2 separate regions of the Mus musculus genome follow, and region 2 is linked to region 1. The links are chromatin contacts, called in public HiChIP or PLAC-seq maps. All regions are on one chromosome and are shown on one strand. Each heading gives the region's core, a stretch centred on a gene start, on an enhancer-like site or on the middle of the called end of the contact. The rest is flanking DNA. Distances are from core to core; before and after follow the strand shown. Region 1 holds the start of Aven (apoptosis, caspase activation inhibitor). Region 2 overlaps Ryr3 (ryanodine receptor 3).

Region 1 (6,994 bases), core at 2,908-5,407:
TTGGGAAGTAGAGACAGGAGATCTCTCTGAGTTGAAGCGGCTTGCTTGACATAGTGAGTTTCAGGACAGCCAGGGCTACATAGTAAGATCCTGTCTCCAAAAGTCTCAGTGAGAGGAAACACAAAAGAAAGGCATGCAAACAGAAAATGAGGGGTTAAGTTACCCCTGCTGGAAAGTGACATTAGTTATGTATATTTTGTATATTATATAATTACTCATATAATTATACATATATGATGCATAATATATATATAAAACAATGCCACCAAAAAGCTTTAAAACTGATAAATTAAGAAAAGTTACAGAATACAAAATTAACTTGGTGAAAGTGAAGAATAAATCAAAAAACAATAGCAACAAAAAATTTAGATGAAATATATACAAATAAATTTAACCAAAGAAGTGATTCATATCGACAATGATAATTACAAAACATCAATGAAAGCACTTGGAGAAGACACTAAATTACAAGCTTTCACTCAGCCTTCCGGTGTTCATGGATGAAAGAACTAATATGTTCAAAAATACGTAATATCTAGAGTGATCTACAGACTGAATTCAATGCCCACTAAGATGTCCAGACACCCTTCAAAGAAACAAAACAACCACTCCTAAAACTTGCATGAAACTGTAAAAAGATCCTAAATACTTTAAACAAAGAAACGAAAGTTAAACTTTAAGATCAGAGTTTAAGACACACTACAAAGTGTAGGTAAAAGGCTAAACTGTACAGTCCTGGTTTAAAAAAAAAATGACAGCATGTGGTTTAAATGTGACTTACTAACATTCATGCCACCCTATGTTCAATCCTGCCACCAAAAAGGAGCAAGAAAACCCCAGGGATACATGCACATATCCACACCCCCAAAGAAATAAGCCATATACAAAATCAACTCTAAATAAAACAGACTTCAAATATGAAACCTGAAACTATCAGAAGAAAGCATCAGAGAAACACCCCAGGACATTGCTCTGGGCAAAGCTTTCTTTGGATCTGACCTCAACAGCCCAAACAACAGAGGCCACCTTGACAAAGGGGATCATGTCAAGGACAGAGGAGACAACCAACAGAGTAGGAGAACAGCCTGCGTAGGGAAGGAGAAGAAATGTCTACAAGCTGTTCGCCCAGCAAAAGATGATCCTGCAGAATTTATAACGACCTCAGACTACTCAAATACAAAAAGCAGAAAGGGTCTGATTAAAACAGGGTTGAATCACCTGAAGGGATATGTCCCCAAAGAGGAGACCCAAATGGCCAGTGCATATATGAAAAGGAATCTCAGTGTCACTCATCATCAAAATCATGAGAACAAGCTACTCACCTAACAGTATCTAGAAACTTCTAAATAAATGGAAAAACAAACAAATAAACAACAACCACAAAAAAAAAAAAACCCACACAATGAAAGATCACCTTTAATCCAACACAGGAGGCAGAGGCAGGTAGATCTCTGAGTTCAAGGCCTGCCTGCCTGGTCTACAGAGTCAGTTTCCAGGGCAGCCAAGGTTACATGCTGAGACCCTGTCTAAAAAATAAGAAAATAAATAAAATATGCCTACAACAAAAAAAGAACAACAACAAAAACGTAGTTAAAATAAAACCAGGGTTCTAGGGTTCTGAGTTTGCGTTCCAGGCTGAACTACATGATAAGATTATATCACAGCAAACAAACAGTTAAATGAATAAATAAACCCAGCTGTGGTAAAGTAGATGTGTAATCCCATACCTTAGAAATTGAGGCAGGGGGGCTGGTGAGATGGCTCAGTGGGTAAGAGCACCCGACTGCTCTTCTGAAGGTCGAGAGTTCAAATCCCAGCAACCACATGGTGGCTCACAACCATCCCAAACAAAATCTGACTCCCTCTTCTGGAGTGTCTGAAGACAGCTACAGTGTACTTACATATATTAATAAATAAATCTTTAAAAAAAAAAAAAAGAAATTGAGGCAGGAAGATCTTGATTTAAGGCAAGGGTGGGCTACATAGTGAGATCCTATCTAGAAGATGATGAGAAAGAAGATGAGGAAGAGGAGAAAGAGAAGGAAGAGGAGGAATTTTAAAAACCAACAAGGGCTAGCAAAAAATGCAGAGATAGGCCGGGCGTGGTGGCGCATGCCTTTAATCCCAGCACTTGGGAGGTAGAGGCAGGTGGATCTCTAAGTTCGAGGCCAGCCTGGTCTACAGAGTGAGTTCCAGGACAGCCAGGGCTACACAGAGAAACCCTGTCTCGAAAAACAAACAAACAAACAAACAAAACTCCCAAAAATGCAGAGATAGGAACTCTCATATGTTATGGTAACATCAATTGGTATAGCATTACAAAGAGCAGTACGGCTGTTCCTTAAAAATAAAAACTATAACCACCACTAAGGATTCCACAATCCTATTACTAGGTATATATTCAAAGGAACTGGAGTCAAACATTTGCATTATTGTGTGTGTGGGGGGGGGGGGGGGTGTGTGTGTGGGTGTGTGTGGTTTTTTTGAGACAGGGTTTCTCTGTGTAGCCCTGGCTATCCTGGAACTCACTCTATAGACCAGGCTGGCCTCAAACTCAGAAATCAGCCTGCCTCTGCCTCCCAAGTGCTGGGATCAAAGATGTGCGCCACCACTGCCCCGCAGAAAAAACATTTGCATTCTTGTGTTTATTTTTATTTACATGAATGTAGGGGGGGTGCATATACCGAGAGTGTGGGTGCCTTACAGAGGATTAAGAGCAGTTTGCTACTGTTCTGGAAAACATAACTGCCTTTAACGTGGGCTCAAAGGATCTGATGCCTTCTGGCCTCTGCTGGCACTACACTTATGTACACACACACACACACAGAGAGAGAGAGAGAGAGAGAGAGAGAGAGAGAGAGAGAGAGAGAGAGAGAGAGAAAGAGAGGAAGAGAGGAAGAGGAGAGAGAGACGGGTCCACGGGCGCAGAAAAACTAATATACTTCTTTAACAAAAACAAAAAATAGATATAAACAAATTCTTGTATTTTGCGAAATTAACAATTGCATTAAGGATAATAACACACTGCAGTAAAGGTGACTGTCCTGATAATTTGCTTATCACACTCAGTAAGCTCATGGTTCATACCACACATCTTTAGAAGGAATGGTTTCAGGGCTTCTTAGTTCCCAAGTAAGTTACTTTGGAGGAGTACATATCTAGAAGTTGTTTCCATTTGCAGTCTAATCATCCAGAGGGAAAGCAAAGGACGTAGACTGTGTGGAATCCTGCAGCTGGACAGTGGTCCCTACACAGCTGGAACGCTGTTGACTGCTTTCAGAGCACTGCACTAATCCTGATTTAGAGCACCAATGTGCCCAACATATAAGATATGAGTACAGAAAGGCCTTGGGAAGGTCGGTCAGTTTCTCCTCATTTAATCTTTAGGTACCCAGAATAGTCTCGGCGAGACTAAATACGAATCTGAAGAGTGGGAAAGATCTTAGAGGTCACCAATCCAAACCAAAATGAAGACATAATCTTCCCCCCATGTCCTTCCATCCAGGTATGGGTGACCACAGACACTGTTACCTAGGCAATGTGGGATGGGATAAAGGAAACGGAGGGCAGAGTAAACACTTCTGTGTAAATCTGTATTCTGGTAGACTTCGCTCCGCAGGAAGTCACTTCTGGGATAGCACGCCAGGCTGTAGCCCGGACACCAGGCGCCGCCGTTAGTCTCCATCAGACCATGGGACTCTGGCACCAGCAAAACGCGGAGGCCGGTCGCTTAGTCCTTCGGCCACAAGCAGCCAGGGGCTGAGCGTGCACGGTACACGTGCATGTCCCCTCTCCCTCCCCCCCCCCCCCGCGCGCCCTCCCGGCTCCATCCCGCGCAGGCGCTGTGCCTCGCGCTCCCCACACGCCGGCTAGCGGCCGCAGCAACCCGCGCTCCTTACCCGAGTGCTGGCTCCGCCGCCCCGGCCTCCAGGCTCCCAGCGGCCGCCTCGCAGGCCGCCACCTCCTCGGCCTCGGCGGAAGCCCCGGCCTCGGCCCCGCCGGCCGCCTCCGTCCCCGCAGCCTCCTCTCGCCAGCGCCGTCGCTGCCCCGACCGGCTCTCGGTCCCCTCCGGGCCGCTCCCGGCCTCCCCGCCGCCCGCGGCCGCCCCTAGCCCCGCGCTCAGCCTGCATGAGGCCGCCGGCGAGCAGAACGCGCGAGCCGCCGCGGAGAGCGCAGGCCCCACCGGAAGCAGCCGAGCGCCGGCCGTGGTGATCGGGGCGCGGGGCCCGGCCGGGGCGGGGACCACGAAGTGATCTGTAATAAAAGGACGCCATAAAGTCACTTTGTGTGATAGTTCTTAATTCATATGAGTGTTTGCATGACACAAAACCTAAGGTGTCCGATGAGTTTTTTAGTTAACCTGATTTAAAGAAGATAAGTCATTTTAAAGTCAGGATTTAGGAAGGGTTGAGGGTGAGTCCCAAGTCACAGGTCTGGACAGCGGCTCAAGTGGGTGGAGGGTCCGGTAGGGAAGGGGAAAGATGCTTGAAAATCTTGAAGAGAACTTGTAAACGTCGTTGCTGTAACTCACATTGAGCGCTTGATTCTCATAGGTACTTGCCCTTATTTTGCAATGAGGCAACAGTCCTAGAGAGCTTAACTCCCCTAGCAGGACTTGGTTAGACAGGGTCCAAAGACAAGGGTAGCGGGAAAGTTAGTTATAGAAAGACAAGAGAGAGCTGGGAACGTAGCTCAGTTGGAGAATGCTAAAATCGTCTTTGGCGTGAGAAAGAAAGAAAGAAAGAGAGAGAGAGAGAGAGAGAGAGAGAGAGAGAGAGAGAGAGAGAGAGAAAGAAACAACAGAAGCCGAGGTTAACAGAAGCCGAGGTTAATTTTGTCTTAAGGAAGCTACCTGAAAACAATGAAAGCAAGCCCAGCCATGGTGGTGCAGGCCTTTTAATCCCAGCACTGGAGAGCCAGGGGTAGGCCCATCTCAGAGTTCACAGCCAGTCTGCTTTACAGAGTGCAGGTCAGAGTTACAGGACTGCAAGGGCTACACAGTGACCCTGTCTCAAAAAAATAAAAATAAAGTAAAAGTAAAAGTAATTAATTAATAATAATAAAAGCAAAGGGATGGAATCAGCCTACCAAAAGAAATGTCACTTTCATCGCGTCTTAGGCCCCTTCCTTATAGCCATATATCACTTCTAATTGTGTACAGAATTATATACCAGTAGCACTATGTTCCGAATTGAAAAGACAGATTGGCCCCACCCTAAAGTCCTCAATTCACGTGGAAGATAATTATATAAACAAATGATTCTGCTCCAGTGAGCTGAATGCTGTGAGCAACTCAAGATCAAAGCTGGAAGTTGGCTTTTCTTAAGTAAACCCCCAAGGTACAGCCTGATGACTGAACTGGAGTTGACCCAGCTAACAGGTGGCAGGGAGTGGGGGAACCTATGTGATGAGAGAACCCCTGGAGGTTTGTCAGCTTAAGATAAAATGTCTTTTAAAATGGTTATCCCAGCTGGGCAGTGGTGGCCCACGCCTTTAATCCCAGCACTTGGCAGGGCAGAGGCAGGTAGATTTCTGAGTTCGAGGCCAGCCTGGTCTACAAAGTGAGTTCCAGTACAGCCAGGGAACCCCTGTCTCAAGGAAAAAAAAAAAAAAAAGAGTACTTGGTACCCACAGATACCTGAAGACAGCTTTGGATTCCCTAGGACTGGAGTCATGGATAGTCTTAGCTACCATGTGGATGCTGATAACCAAACCTTGGTCTTCTACAAAAGCAACAACTGCTCTTAATTGATAGGTTATTTCCCCACTGGTGAAAATTCAAGTCAGGGAAGTCACCACGGGGCGAGGGGGACGGGCTCATGGAAAGGAAAAAACAAATGTTTGGATTATATAGGGAAAAACCTCTGGGGGGGGGGGGGGGGCGCCCAGCCCCTGGGCTGGAAAGTTCAAGGCTAAGGGTAGGATATGCCAGGTAGGGACTGGGGGATGCTGGGAGAACTTCGAGGCAAGGTCTGGTTTGAAACTAAAATATGCACCTCAGTTCCTTGTCCCAGGGTCCCAGCCTTTTGTTGATAATGAATGGGTAAGGGGCAGAATAATCATCCATGACTGCTTCCTGCTGACACTGGGGTACTGTTATGGGGTGTGGGCAAAAAGCTGGGATGTTGGCCAAGTCCGGGAAGAGCTGGTCACTGCTGTCCAGGTTGTGGGACCATCTGGGGATAAGAGTGTGTAGGTCCAGTTGAAGCAGTCTCTGAGGCTGAGCCAGAGCACCGGTGGGTAACTGCTTTGTCGCTTTCCTGGATGCAGATTCTGAGAGAACACCTGGATGTTATGAGCAAAAGATAAAGTTAAGGAGTTTAGGGAGAAAAACTTTTCTTTAGTCGTACATTTAAATCTTAGACCAATCGTCTTGGGAGTTAGAGAAGGGGTCATGGGTCCCAGGACCAGGGATAGGGAAATGGATCCCACCCTAGGGAATACGCAGGCCGGGAAGGAAACAAGCTGTTCATTGACAGTATTTGTCTTGAGTCTATTTGACTGTGGGAAGTAGATTCGAATGGATTCCCTGAAGCTCACACGAAAGAAAGCACAAATATTAAATAACTTTTCTGGCCATACAGCTAGTAACTAATGGAATGAATCAAACCCAGGGTCGCTCAGCTTCAAAGTCTCCAAGGCTCTTGAGAAACCAATCTGTAAAAGAGATTTACGTTCTAGTCAGAGACATGAAATCAATAGAAAAGTTCAGGCCACGATGTTCAGGGTGTGAGAGGAAATGAGAGCCAAGAAGACAGCTAGGAAATGGGAAATTTAGGATTTTACAATCAAATGTAAATGAGGAAGTTAGGCTCTGAGAGGCAGTGGCCATGCCCACATATGTTGTTTTAGGTGGGCAGGCCACTAATGCCATTAGTAAGAAGAGAGTTGAGGGTTCCAAGTCACAATATTTGGACACAGATATATATAAAACTTTAATTGTAGTCACCCTCACTCCCCTGTCCTGTTCTGCAGTAGTAAATAACTTTTTGGT
Region 2 (6,994 bases), core at 3,356-5,855, 220 kb before region 1:
CTGCTCTCAAGATTCCAATCTACTCCAATAGCCTTCTCCAGTAATTTTATTCAAAAAAAGGTTAAGATCACATTTTAAAAATTCAACTCAAATGCATCTCTTTCTCTAAAATGGCTGCAGAGTGAAGCTGATCCTTATGATTGCTTTGTAAAGATCTGGCTTCTTAAGTTGCATGCCTTTGGGATTCTGTATGGAATATATGTTCTATCATTAATTTATAATAGCAAGAAAGGACATTCACCACATATTGTAGTAAAAAGTAATTGGGGTGTTTCTATCCCACCTTGAATTATTTAGCTCCCAAATAAAAGACATAAAATCCTTATATTTATAATAAGCCTTAAAGCACTAGAGCTGGGCAGGTATCAACCCTCTATGCTAGTTTGTCTACTTCCCTGTCAATAACCCCAAGATATAACTTGCCATGTTCTGTCTGAGACACTCCTACTCCAACTGACCAGCTCTCATGGTCATGTTCTCACAATTTACCTACCACCCCATGAAGTTTTCCTCTCCCCTCTCCCCTCTCTCCCCTCTCCCCTCTCTTCTTTTGGTCTCTGTTTCAGACCCCAAGCCTAGGAACCAAAGCCCTGACTACCTCCCTTCTGCTCAGCGACAGGCTGTAGGCATCTTTATTCAACCAATATTTTTAAATTAAGGAGCAAAATTACATAGCATCATTTGGTACACATGAGGATCTCCGCATCCCTAGGAGTGGCCAGACCTGGGGGCCAGTATTTAGCATTATAATATAATACAATATAATAGCAACAGACCAAACCTCAGCAACCACCAGTTTAACCAAAGGTTATATTTAAGAGCAATTCGGCTTGCTTTTCAGTAAAAAACAAAAAATGCTACCACTTCTATAAATCCTTGTTATCTACTTTCAGAGAGTCTATGCTTTTGAAATTCCAGCTTCTTTGTGCTGTTAAAATTGTTGGTTCTTGACACAGTGAGGGGTAACTAACACACACAGTCTTGGGTGCAGGTCTCTGTTGGGAACTGGAGGGAGTCTTATAACTTGACAGCCTGTTCCACAAATTTTCAGGTACACCTTCTCCAGCAAGCTGTTATTTCCATGATGGTCCTCTAACAGCCCCGCAGTATATCATTATATCATCTTAGCTACAGCTAGATTTGAAGCAGTGAGCTCAATCTAAACTGTTAGTATTTGGATAAAGTTGGGAAGAGAAAGTGCACACAGTCCTACTGTGCCTCAGGATGTCCAGTGGAGTAAAACATAGGAAAGTAGTGAGACATCCTGAGGAGGGGACCTAGCTGGTGTGTGGGGTCCGCGTATGAGTGGCACCACTTCTAAATGGACTTCTTTGTTTCCAGGCAACGTCCTGCTCTTGGAGAATGTCTGGCTTCCCTAGCAGCTGCTATCCCTGTGGCCTTTCTGGAGCCCAGCCTTAACCGCCACAATCCCCTCTCAGTCTTCAACACCAAAACCCCCAGGGAGCGCTCTAGTAAGTACCAACCCAGGGAGCGCTCTAGTAAGTACCAACCCCCAGGGAGCGGTCTAGTAAGTACCAACCCAGGGAGCGGTCTAGTAAGTACCAACCCCCAGGGAGCGGTCTAGTAAGTACCAACCCAGGGAGCGGTCTAGTAAGTACCAACCCCCAGGGAGCGGTCTAGTAAGTACCAACCCAGGGAGCCGTCTAGTAAGTACCAACCCCCAGGGAGCGCTCTAGTAAGTACCAACCCCCAGGGAGCGCTCTAGTAAGTACCAACTCCCAGGGAGCGCTCTAGTAAGTACCAACCCAGGGAGCGGTCTAGTAAGTACCAACCCCCAGGGAACACTCTAATAAGTACCAACCCTGGGAGTAGCCAGGAAGGGGGCAGGATAGAGCCACAGCCCTGTAGTATGTTGGGTCACATGATGTGTTATTAACTACTTTTCTTGTACCAGATAACACATCACAAGGAAAAACACTTTTTTATTTCGGCTTGTGGTTTAAGAAGTTCATTCTCTCAAGGCAGAGAAGGCATGGAGGTAAAAGTTATGAGGCAGCTAGTCACATTGTGTCCACATTGAGAAAGAGGGAGAGACTATTGTTGGTTCCCTACTCACTTTCTCCTTTCTATTCACTCTGAGACCCCAGCCCATGGAGTGGTGCTGCTTACACTCGGGGGTGGGGGTGGGGGGGGTGTCTTCCCTCCTCAGCAAAGCCTCTCTGGTAATCCCTGCTCAGGCCTACCTACAGGGGATTCTCAATCTCACTAAGTGAACAAGGCTAATCATCACAATGTGAAGGTAGGTCAGCGGGTCTGAGTTAGAGACCAGATATTGTCTGTATCTTGTTGGAGACATGAGCTTGAAAACGACTTTTTTGATGATTAGACTTTTGATAGTTGTTTCATACTGAGGAGACAGGCTAGGTGGATTCTCATGTCCTGACATCTCAAGACCTTGAGGTCTTTTGTCGTCGTCCCCCCCTCCCCCCAGGTCTTCATTTCTTGTCTGAGCCTAGGGACATGATTGCTTTTATCTAGTCTTTAGTCAGCCTGCCATTGCAAAGTACCATATGCATAATAACAGCCTAAGTATAGTCTTCAAAAGAAAGTTGTTCTTCAATAGGATGCTGAGCACATATTATCTACCATCACAGAAAATAAGACATGGAATAGCACCAGAAGGAATTGTAGTTATACAAGGAAGAGACTTTTTAACAGAAGAATTGACATGCATTAAGTTCTATAACAGAGATTGGTAAAGTATGTACATAGGACAAATTTGGCCCACAGCCTTTTTTTTTTTTTTAAACAAATAAAGATTTCTCAGAAAACAACCAATAACCATTAAAGCTAAAATCCAAATCAAGTTGTAATCCTTCTTCTGGAGAGCAAAAGTAAGTAACCTCATATTTGGATTCAGTGTGATATTAGTAAGATTGTTACCGGGAGTCCACTAGAGATGACCACTCAGAGACAGTTTATAACCAGCTGAAAGTCTTTATTCCATCTAGCTGGGACTAGCTGAAGCAATCGGGACCCAAGTGTTTAGGTTTAGGGGCTGTAGAGGTAAAAATACATCATGGTATCTTGCTGACAGCTACACAGAAGTTTTATGCCAACAAGCAGTTTAACAGAAGCTAAGCTAAGTAGTTAGCTGGAGGGAGAGGCTTGCACAAGCAGGCAGTTTAACAGAAGGTAAGCTAGCTTGGGCATCTTGACCTTAGGTTCCTAGAACAGAGTTGAGATTCTATTTACAGGGGATTCTATCTTCTATCAAGAAGATTCTAGTTAAACCTGAAATGGCTTGAGCAAGAATACAAGATGGAGAAAGCTCTGTACTGTCTTGGGATGGCACAAGATGACACAGATGTCACAAGATGATAGGCTCAAATAAAACCTCTTCAATAGCTTTATTTTTAGTAAAGCTTGAATTCCAATAGAACTATAGTGATTTGATGAAATCTGAAGGCCAAACTGCCAAATTATAGGCCTTGCCATGTTAGGAGAAACAAAAATATAGTAAGTCATTTTAAACTATAGTCCATCTCATCTAGAGACAAGGTTTTCTGAAATTATGGATATATACTGCAAATGAACAGCCATACTCCATAAAAGTTCCATTTATTTCAGGTGCTCTTTCTTAAAATGTCATGAGGTCCTAAGCACACCTTGTCACCAGTGTCCTTCTAATCTAGAATGCAGAGTGCTAAACTACAGCAGTTTCAGTCTTTATTGCTTATTTCACATACTAAGAATACCCTACCCCAACCATTCCCCCCATAAAAAGGGTTCCCAGGATAATTTAGGTTAAGACCACTAATAAAATTCTACTGAATTAGAATAGCAGAGGGAACTAGAGGCTGGCATTTGATATGCACCACAGGTATTCACCAATAGAAAACCAGACGCCCCATTCACCAAAGGCAAGGGGAGATGAAGGAAGTGGCTCTCTCTGGCAGGCAGAAACCTATTTCACAGGTTGTTGTTGTCAGGGTGTCAAGTTTGAGCTGAGTCCATACTGTCATTTTGGGGGCATTTTTGCCTTTTAGGGACCTTTGGACCTAATACCTTTTTGCATCAGCAACACTGAGACTTGACCCCCAAGTCTCCTGCTTTTCACAGTTGGTTTAAATAAGCAATGAATGAATGCTGAGCATCTCTGTGGCTCTTTCTAAAGTCATATCTGCATCAAAATGAATTTTGGGAAGCGTGAATTACCTGGAGAGTAACTGATAGCTTAGTGGAACATAAGACTGTAGACTTTATTCATTACAAAATGGGTGGCTGAAGGAGAAAAGGAGAGGAAGGAATGTTTAAGGTAACAATGATGGCATGGTTTTTTTTAATGTATGGATTGATTTATAGCATCAATCTTCCAACAATTGGACATCACTATTAATTGATGTTTAGTGTTGTGCCAATAAAGTTAATTATATTAGAAGCCTCAATACCCTAAGAACATGTGTCACTTTCTTATCCAAAGCTAAAATATGCCTAAGAAAAAGTTTAATACCGTTTTGTGACACTTATTCAAACTGGCATAAAACCTTAGTCACATAGAAATAGCCTATTAGTCAGAGTATGGGGTTGACAAAAACATCCTGTCACCAGCCTCCTTGCTTACTTTCCATATCCTGTTTCAATAATCAGCCACTGAGAAAAGAGGCCCAGTTCCGGTGTAAGCTATCAGCCTACCTTGCAAAGGGGCAGTGCTCTTTGGGTGAAGAGCTGCTAGGAGAAGTGAATAAAGAACTTTCGAATCCTACTCGGTGGTTGTCAGAGTCACTTGGTTGGTGTGTTAAAGATCTACAAGGCCTCAAGTGAGAAACCAGAGGAGAGCAGAGCAGTTTCAAACAGCAGCACCACCAGGTCCTTGACAGCTTTGTCGTTTTTGTCTGCCTCAGCCACCTGGCTCTCTGCTCATGTCTACAAGAATCTTCTATCCTGTCCTGTGCCTTAAGGCAGGAAGATCCCCTCACACAGAATAGCAGGGTTGGGTGTTATGTATTGTGGGTTTTTTGTTTGTTTTATTTTGTTCTAAAATTAAAAGTATGCAAAATAAAGAAGATGCAGTTTAAAAAAAAAAAAAAAAAGATCTCCAAGGCCCACCACTGCCACTGGTATGTCTAACTCAGTAGACCTGGAGTAAGGCCTGAGGACCTACATCTCTGATATTTTTCCAGGGGTTACAGCTGCTGCAAATGAGAGGCCCTCACCATGAGAACTGTTATATAAAAGCTGCAAGGGCAGTATGTTCTAATGACTTTTCCCAACACTCTTGTGTCTGCCTCTAATAAGGTTCCTTTGAGGCTGACTTCAGGTAGCTAACATACCAGAATTTGCTCTTTGAGATTATCATGTGACATTTGGAGCCCAAAAACACCCTGTGAATCATAAATGTTGGTCCCATTCAAGGACCAATTATTGTATGTATAAATAACTTCTAAAGGTCATTATCATGACTGCAGTGCACCAACCTTAAGCAACTTCTTGTTCTTCTTCTGTGGGAGAAAGAAGTGTCTATGGTGATAATTATGTGTGTGACTTTTAGACACACACACCTGAGCTTTCTTATATATAACTGTGCTCGCAAATAAGTGTGTCAGTTGCCTGTGCCGCTCGATACTGTTCTGAATGCTAAGCTCCTGGTGCAAAGGCTGGCTTCTCAGCATTTAATGCTTTGCTCTGATAGTGTATATGTAAAATTACCGTGTGTATAAGGGTCTCCCGGGATTCCCAGGCTGTCACCCATGTTTTCTGATGCACAGAGCAAGGTCCTTTGTCAACATCCAACGTCAGCAATACAAAAGAAAAGAAATCTAATTCTTTCTGAAATAATACTGAATTCTAGTTTCATTTCGTTCTGGGTGCCCCTATCCAGTGAAGTGACCTCAGTCATACAAAACAGAGAAAAGGGAGTTAACTCACTAGTCCCAGGAAATATGCTTTCTTAAAAAGCAAAGTGAGTGACAGACAGAAAGTCACTTAAGTCACCTGAAGTTATTGATCATTTCTGTTGTAAAGGCATAGGATCAATCCAGGAGCGATTTTTTTTCCTCAGTGTATTTTGAACAAGATGCTAAGTATTAGAGCCTCTAGCCCAGCTGCAGGGATGTTAGATGGGATGTTTTCCTTTCCCTTTGTCTTAGTCAGGGTTTCTATTCCTACACAAACATCATGACCAAGAAGCAAGTTGGGGAGGAAAGGGTTTATTCAGCTTACACTTCCATACTGCTGTTCATCACCAAGGAAGTCAGGACTGGAACTCAAGCAGGTCAGGAAGCAGGAGCTGATGCAGAGGCCATGGAGGGATGTTACTTACTGGCTTGTTTCCCCTGGCTTGCTTAGCCTGCTCTCTTATAGAACCAAGACTACCAGCCCAGGGATGGTCCCACCCATCCACAAGGGGCCCTTCCCCCTTGATCATTAATTGAGAAAATGCCCCACAGCTGGATCTCATGGAGGCATTTCCCCAACTGAAGCTCCTTTCTCTGTGCTAACTCCAGCCTGTGTCAAGTTGACACAAAACTAGCCAGTATACCCTTCTATGGACGTACAGAAATGATCAGGATGATTGATTGAAATAGAATTTGGCATTTGAACATTGAGCTATTTTGCTCTGGATGCTATTGCTTCTTGCAATGGACACACCGAGGTCCAAATAGTCAGGCCAAGAGGGACTAGCAAAGGACCTGTTTGTCACAAAGTAGTCTCATGCACTGTCCCTCACCAGTGTCTCCATTGTGCTGCTTTAGCTATGTTTTTTAACTTCAATGTGGCATTTAGGGACATGCCCCTGGAAACTACAGCCTACATGCACAACTCAAGTCCCAAGGCTGCTCTCCTCCACGCTCATTCCTTTAAGGCTCTGCAGTGGAAATTTACATGTAGAGACCAAAAGAGTGGTACACTACATCACTCTGCTTTTGACTCAGTGTGCCTTTCTTCTTCTTGTACTCTCTCGGTCAGTTCTGGGGATGCCAGACAAGGTGGAGGACATGTGTCCTGACATCCCTCAGCTGGAAGGCCTGAT

What was found. HiChIP or PLAC-seq counts read pairs in DNA pulled down with a chosen protein or histone mark.
Region 2: an H3K27ac HiChIP or PLAC-seq map of regulatory T cells shows a contact between it and region 1, with 2.7 times the contacts expected there. The contact joins the enhancer-like site here to the promoter of Aven in region 1. A contact is called at or near these places in 3 of 39 promoter capture datasets (the 3T3-L1 cell line, the HPC-7 cell line and hippocampal neurons), 1 of 484 Hi-C or Micro-C datasets (regulatory T cells) and 4 of 115 datasets of contacts at active chromatin or transcription factors (effector CD8 T cells, embryonic stem cells, regulatory T cells and 1 more).

The regions. Positions count from the first base shown.
Region 1 is chr2:112,490,127-112,497,120 of GRCm38.p6, reverse strand. It overlaps Aven (apoptosis, caspase activation inhibitor), which reads right to left and starts at 4,157. Exons shown (of 6, transcript NM_028844.3): 1 at 3,900-4,157. The coding sequence starts at 4,130. It also overlaps a transcript of Chrm5 not described here.
Region 2 is chr2:112,712,477-112,719,470 of GRCm38.p6, reverse strand. Ryr3 (ryanodine receptor 3) reads left to right here. Exons shown (of 104, transcript NM_001319156.1): 65 at 1,342-1,472; 66 at 6,931-6,994. Among named protein-coding and RNA genes, the nearest start is that of Gm22676, 220 kb to the right of the region's middle. Within about 2 kb of position 4,605, at least 32 of the 459 cell types and tissues checked have an H3K27ac peak or open chromatin away from gene starts, as enhancers often do. A contact at or near this core is called in the HPC-7 cell line, effector CD8 T cells, regulatory T cells and 1 more, where this site is marked.